Regions from separate parts of the Mus musculus genome. Here region 1 is linked to region 2. A link is a contact called in public Hi-C data. All regions are on one chromosome and are shown on one strand. The core of a region is the stretch at or near the end of the contact, and the rest is flanking DNA. Distances in the headings are between cores, read along the strand shown. Region 1 has its middle 61 kb from the start of Gm33510. Region 2 has its middle 42 kb from the start of Pde7b.

The links. A called contact is a pair of places that touch in the nucleus more often than the background predicts.
Region 1: a contact with region 2 is called in a Hi-C map of liver, with 2.0 times the contacts expected there. The contact joins two enhancer-like sites. A contact is called at or near these places in 2 of 484 Hi-C or Micro-C datasets (liver and nephron progenitors) and 1 of 115 datasets of contacts at active chromatin or transcription factors (embryonic stem cells).

The regions. Positions count from the first base shown.
Region 1 is chr10:20,775,768-20,779,310 of GRCm38.p6, forward strand. No RefSeq gene overlaps it. Among named protein-coding and RNA genes, the nearest start is that of Gm33510, 61 kb to the right of the region's middle. Within about 2 kb of position 1,439, at least 5 of the 459 cell types and tissues checked have an H3K27ac peak or open chromatin away from gene starts, as enhancers often do. A contact at or near this core is called in liver, where this site is marked.
Region 2 is chr10:20,588,502-20,591,990 of GRCm38.p6, forward strand. It overlaps a transcript of Pde7b not described here. Among named protein-coding and RNA genes, the nearest start is that of Pde7b, 42 kb to the left of the region's middle. Within about 2 kb of position 1,885, at least 31 of the 459 cell types and tissues checked have an H3K27ac peak or open chromatin away from gene starts, as enhancers often do. A contact at or near this core is called in liver, where this site is marked.

The DNA of each region.
Region 1 (3,543 bases), core at 189-2,688, 190 kb after region 2:
TTGTTTCGACATCTGAGTCATTTTCTGTTGGGGGCTGGTTCCAATGCTTTGAATTAATCCAGCCCCCAAATTGGGAATCTGCATGTGTTAATGCCAAAGGTCCTTGTCCCAGTTGGGTTTTGACAGATCAATAAAGAGCCAACAGCCACTGCCTGGGCATGTAGACTGCAGCAGGACCTTTGGATTTTTCTGGGCTAGGAACTAGGAGTCAGAAAGAGAGAGAATTGCCTTGACTGGGAAGGGGCAGAAGGATGGGACCTAAGGGAAAGCTGCAGGAAAGAAAGGCAAGCCGCCATGGAAGAATTCGGGGAGGTGGCCTTTGGCCACTTCCCCATTGGGTGTGGGGTGGGAGAAGAAGGGTTAGGAGTCTCAGGAGTACTGGAGGAGAGGATTTGCTAGCAGGGGAAGGTTTAGGAGTGCCCAAACTTTGAGCTAGTCAAGCATGTCAAAAATTAACTGGTGTGTGTGTGTGTGTGTGTGTGTGTGTGTTCTGTTCACAAATCCAGATAGCTCCTAGCCAGGTGTGCACATGTGACCCACTGGGATACAGAGCAGTCAGCCAACTACCACTACAAATTTCAATTTTTATGTGTTAAAAGAAATTCTTAGGCTATGCCCAACTGCCCCTCCTCATCACCATATCAAGTCTGACCACTCCAGAGGAAACCTCTACTCCACCACAGGCCAAGTTAGCTCCAATAGTACCAAGTAAGTCCCTTCCCCACTCGGCCCACACCTCTGGTGGAAGACCTCTATTCCATCCATCAAAGACCATGCTTCCTCCCAGAACCCTCGCTAGGCTGCTCACAGGTGGACTGCCCTCCATCTCATTGTCTCCACAGCCTGCCTCCAATAAGCTCTCTCCCCGTTTTCACTAACTTCCGGCCCCGCAGCTCCTGTGGAGGACCCCAGCTATACACCAGAGGCCACACCAACAGACAGAACACCAGCTCACAACTTGAACAGAAATCCCCTGCCCAAAAAGAGGCCATCCTGGCCATCAGAAGTCCAGTTCCCAACTCGCACAGAGACCCTCCACTCAACCACAGGCCATTCTGGCCAAAAAAAAAAAAAAAAAAAAAAACAGAGAAAAAACAGGAACCAAGGAACAAAACACCCATGTAAAGGAGACAAACTCAGAAATTAGAGAAACTGCGGTCAGGATGAAATATATGGAAAACATAAAAATTAAGATAAAGAGAAACTAATTAGATTTAATGATCTTCCTTAGTACATTATTACATACTTAAAAAGTGAAAGAAAACCTTAGGGGATAGGGAGAGGCTCAGTCAGTAAGGTGTTTGCCACACATGCATGAGGACTTGAGTTCAATCCCAGCACCGGCTACCTACTTTGCCCTCTCTCAAATATGCTCATCTGGAGAGTCACGATCCTCCAGCATAGAAAGTCCGTGTTTAAAGAGTTCTGTGTTGGACACGGTAGCGACATCTGATTGGAAACGTGCCAAGTTTCCTGTGACAGAGCTACAATTGGCAGCAGCATGCATGGCTAAATATTTGTGGCAAGGCTAATGGGAAGTCTTAGAATTTAATAAATTTCAAAATGTTACGAATACATTTAACTTATGGAAATGAATTTTTCTAAGCAATAAAAATCACTGATTTGAATATTGCTTTCTGAAATCCATATTAAGCCCTAGTTGAAGCATCATGTGTTCTGCTTTGTAGAACCATAGCTATATTTCATTCTCTGCTGGAAAGTACATTGTAGATGTACTTAGTCCTATTTGCCTTAAATGCCTCCAAGATTAGAATTCTCACAGCCAGGAATTGTAATCCCATCTATTTTTATTTGCTTATTTATTCTGAGGAAAATGGCAATGCTATTTTTAATGTGTTCAGAAGAAGCAGTTTTTGTGTGCACAATATTTTTAAATTTCTTTTATAAAAACTGCAAAACATTTACAGTCCCAAGACTATTTCTATGAACTGTTGCATTTGGAAAAGAAAAAAAAATATTGTGGTGGTTTGGGTGGGTATGGCTCCCCATAGGCTCATATGTTTGAAGCCTTGGTGGAACTGTCAGGGAACAGTGAGGAGGTGTGACCTTGGAGGAGTTGTGTCACTGGGGATGGGCTTTTAGGTTTGAAAAGTCTTTGTTCCATTCCCAGTCTCTCTCTCTCCCTCTCCCTCTTCCCCTCCCCTCCCCCTCCCTCTGCCTTGTCATTCTGGATCAAGATATGAGTTCTGTCTTTGCTCTAGCACTGTGCCTCCCTGCCTGCCACCACGATCCCCACCATGAAGATCATGGACTCTCCCTCTGGAATTTTAAGCCCCAGATAAACTCTTTCTTCTATAAGTTGCTTTGGTCATGGTGTCTTATCACAGTGATAGAAAAGTAAAAAGGACAGACATTGGAAGAGGTTTTCTCACATATTTGCAATTTTATACTAATTTAAAAAGAAATTGTCCCATATGGTTTTGAAGCATTTAAAAATGCAGTCAAGTCACCAGTCATGGGAAGGTGCTTGTCTTGCCACCACGCTGTGATAATTAATCTTGATGTCAACTTCATGGGATTTAGAAACACTATGGAAAAAAATCTTTAGGCAAGTCTATGAGGGATTATCTCAATTGAGGTAGGAGACTCACACTAAATATGGGAGCCACTATTCCATGGGCTAGTGTCCAAGGACTGAACTGAAAAGAAAAGATCCTGACTGGAGGAGCTATGTGACCAACTTCTCTCTGTGTCTCCACTTGCTTCTCTGTAGGTCAAAATAGACCTTCCTTCCTTAAAATGCTTGTGTTGGGTATTTTTTTAATAAATGTAACTGCTATATGTTCTTGTTCTTCTGCACAGATTTTTGCAGAACATTTTTTCTCATCTTTGTGCTTGAAGAAACTTATAGTTCAATTGTTTCTAAATGCTTAGTGAATATTATAGTATGTAGGATAATATAAAATTCAGTATTTTATTATATGTAAAAATTGAGTTAAGCTAATGAGAATATTTAGTGGTGTTTCAAGGTCTGAGCTATGATATAAAATAAAGTTTTATTGTCTTGAAATGTGAATAATAAAATTCAGGTTATGCAGAATTTTTTATTAATAAATAATTGATCATGAGCTGGTAAGGTAATGTTCCTTGAAGTGTTCTGAAAGAATAAATAAGTATACTGAATACATGGTAATGTTTTGTGGTAATTCAGTTTGTTATAATTTAATATAGATAAACATAACTAATCAAAAACTAACTTTCTGGCTGGAAACATGCTCTTTAATAAAATAAATGACAAAGTCTTGGGATAAAGCTGAGTTTGGCGGCACATAATTTGAATCTCAGCACTAGAGAGAGAGAGAGACTATGTGAGTTCAAGACCAGTCTGCTCTACGTTGTGAATTCCAGGACAGCCAGGACTTCATAGGGAAACTTTGTATCAAAACAACCAAACAACCAACCAAACAACCAAACAACTAAACAACCAACCAGCCAGACAACCAAACAACCAGACAACCAAACAACCAACCAACCAACCAGACAGACAACCAAACAGCCAGAGAAATGTCTGAGGAGGTCAGT
Region 2 (3,489 bases), core at 635-3,134:
CTATTTTCAATAAGAATTAAAAATAGGAAAATTTAAAAAATATGATACCACTTGCTTTTAAGATTTTGTATATGTATATATACATAATATACATATTATTTATCTTGTTTATCTGCCTATCTATCTATCTATCTATCTATCTATCTATCTATCATCCATCTAATCTATATCTATAATGAGTTACTCAATCTTTCTAAGTTCCTGCCCATTGACTTTAGATTTATGTAGAAAAACATGGTAGAAAACTTTGAACACCCGGAGAAGCCACAGCCCTGGACAGTCCAGAAAACTCCATTCATCTATCTCATCTAGCCTCAGAAAGTTTCCTTCAGTCTCCCCAGCTTAAGCAAAGAGGCAGATGGTACCGAGAAACAGTTAGGCTGTGGGGAAGGGCTACTTAGAAGGCTTTCATTATTGCCGGTGGGGATTTTCCTTACCTAGCAGCAAAAGGGCTAGGTTGTGAAAGGAAGGGGTTAATTTCATTCCAGCACACCTGAGACCTTGGTGATGTCCAGATGTCTAATTCCCTGAAGGAAGTCCATTTTGAAAGAGGTTACTCACAGTGGAACAAAGTTCCTTCCGTTCTCCGTCCTCTGTAGCCTTTGTGTGATTTCCCCTTGCATCTGTTTTATCTGTCTCTGTCTCTTTGTCTCTCTGTGTCTGTGTTTGTCTCTCTGTGTCTGTGTTTGTCTCTCTGTGTCTGTGTTTGTCTCTCTGTGTCTCTGTTTGTCTCTCTGTGTCTGTGTTTGTCTCTCTGTGTCTGTGTTTGTCTCTCTGTGTCTGTGTTTGTCTCTCTGTGTCTGTGTTTGTCTCTCTGTGTCTGTGTTTGTCTCTCTGTGTCTGTGTTTGTCTCTCTGTGTCTCTGTTTGTCTCTCTGTGTCTGTGTTTGTCTCTCTGTGTCTGTGTTTGTATCTGTCTGTCTCTCTCTCCATGTGAATGTATTAGGTTGAGGACAGGCAGGTAGGGTCATAGAAAGGTGAGACTCTCAGCTTTGTGTGGACACCAGGCACCTTATCTCAGTGTACCCTCACAGGGACCATTTTCATCCAACAACTCCAGAATACAGATTTATAACCATAGTAGGGAATCCTTTCCTCTTTCCTCTTATAAATCATCATCTGGCTTCCTATATGAATACTATACACATATGGAAATACATATGTGTATAGTAATTCCATATGGTAATACATATGGAAATATCTAGAATAAATTTGTATAAGACCCACCATGTGCTCAAATGTGGACATTGCTGGTCCTCAGGTTGGTCTTTTTAATTGGAAAATTAATACTAGCATTTGTCAATCAATTTCAGCAACTAGGTATGATTAACTGCTCAGAGTGCAAATGTCCATATCTCTTAGACTAGATGAAAGTCCTTTTCAATATTAACAGACCTGAGCTATGAGCTACTAAGTTCAAAGTCAACCTGAATATGTGCTGCCTTCTGAATGACATTACTGTAGGGTGTTTTTGCTTTTTGTTTTTTCTTTTTTAAACTAGGAGACTCCAATTTACTTCCAGGTCCTGTAATAAATAGCTTTGATGTCTTCGTCAGGGACCTGATATGCGTCATTCTCAACTCAAGCTTGCTGTGTTATCAACAGCCCTAGATGATGAACAGTCTTCCTGCAATTGTGTTCTTATTCAAAGCATTCCTCCTTCCCCCATTCGAGCTGGCCTTAGGTGGATGAAAGAATTGCCCAATGCACACTCTTAGGAGCATCTGGTTCAAAGAAAGATGGACCAAGCTGATTTGCTTTGTTTCTGTTTCTGCGGGTTTGCAGTGCACAGAGGAAGTCTGTTTCATAAGAGGTTACTGTCGGTGGGACTAAGTGCTTCTGGCTTGGCGAGTAAGCACTCACATATGGGAAATGAAGAAACCCGAGTAAACATTGAGTCTCCCCTGGCAGCAACCGCCCCTTTCCAAGATTTTCACGCCACTAGCAACATAAGGCAAAGTCCTGTAACATTTGGAAATGGATTCTGGGTGTTGCTACAAAAGATCAATACCTTTTTATCTTTAGTTGTCAGGGAGGCTCTGCAAGTCTACAGAGACCCACCAGTTTAAGGAGAGTAAGAGAAGTGCCTAAAGAATAGTTAGGAAGAATTTTACTGAACTGCTCACATTAGAGAGAGTTTCCCACTTAGGAAACTTCAATGCCTTGCCAACTTATTTAAATTGGACTTAAAACAATGTTTGCAGACTTTAAAATAAATTGAATAACAAGGGCATTGTGTTAGCCTTACATCAATGTGGAGAATCCAGGCATCTTACATGGCCCATCCTGTGGACCCCTCTGTTCACAGAATGAGCTAGCATTTCTTAGGAAATACATCAATTGATATCACACTCACCAAAATGTAATTTTAAGTGCAAAGGCTTAATATAACATTAATGCCTACGTGATTTTACATAGGAAATGGACAGGTCTCTTTGATCATCTTCTGTGATGGTTTACCTTGTTGACAAGCAGGATGGAGAATCACCCTAAATTCAGATTTCTGGCATGTGTGTGAGGAAGCACACTAGGTGACTTGGGGTGAAAAGACCCATTGTAACTGTAGGCAGCACAGTTCTTGGGATGGCTGTCCTGCACTGATTACAGGGAAGAGAGTGGGCCGAGTAGCTGTATTCCTTGCTCTTTGCTTCCTGGCTTCAGATGCCATGCAAGCAGCTGCCTCACTCTCATCACCGTGACCTCACGGCTGGGATGGACTGGCTCCTCAACCCGAGAGCCCAACGAGCCCCTTTCCCCTTAAGTGGTTCATGTTAGGTATTTGTCACAGCAGTGCCACAATGACTAACAAACTTCACTCCATTCTGAGTCGATTCAGCCCATGGTAGGTACAGCTAGCAATGACCCAGCATTGCGATCTGAATCCGTGGGTCCTTCAGACTTCCTGTAAGCTTGTACTTTTAATATTGCAGGACAGTGGGTGCAATGTCTGTCTGTTCTGTCATAAACATTTTTTTTTACTTACTAGAATAACTAAAACCATCCCACTCGATATTTATTTAAGTATACAATGTGCCTTCCTGAAGAAAAAAAATTACAAATATTTCATAGTTTTGATTAAAAGAGGTGACAAGTATCCAGGAGGCAGAAGAAGGGTACAAAATGGCATCTGTTACATTTGGCACAGGAAAAGAAAAGACCTTATCAGGTCTGGGAAGTGTGCCTGCTCATCTCCTATGACTTTGCTACATGTGATTTATAGAGCAGCAGCAGGAGCGTCACCTGGATGCTGATTAAAATGTATCCTTTCTGGCTCCATCCTAGATGTAATCAGATTTTGCATTGAAACAAGATAATCAAGTGATTTGTATGCATGTTACACTTTGAGAAACATGCGTCTCTTAATACTGAATTCCTCCAAGCGATGGTCATGAAACGCAGGAACTGCCCCCCAGCTGTGTCTGACTGGACAGATGATGCACACTAAAGGTTGGGCCAACTGGATTCTCTTCCTGAACTTTACCTTTTGGGT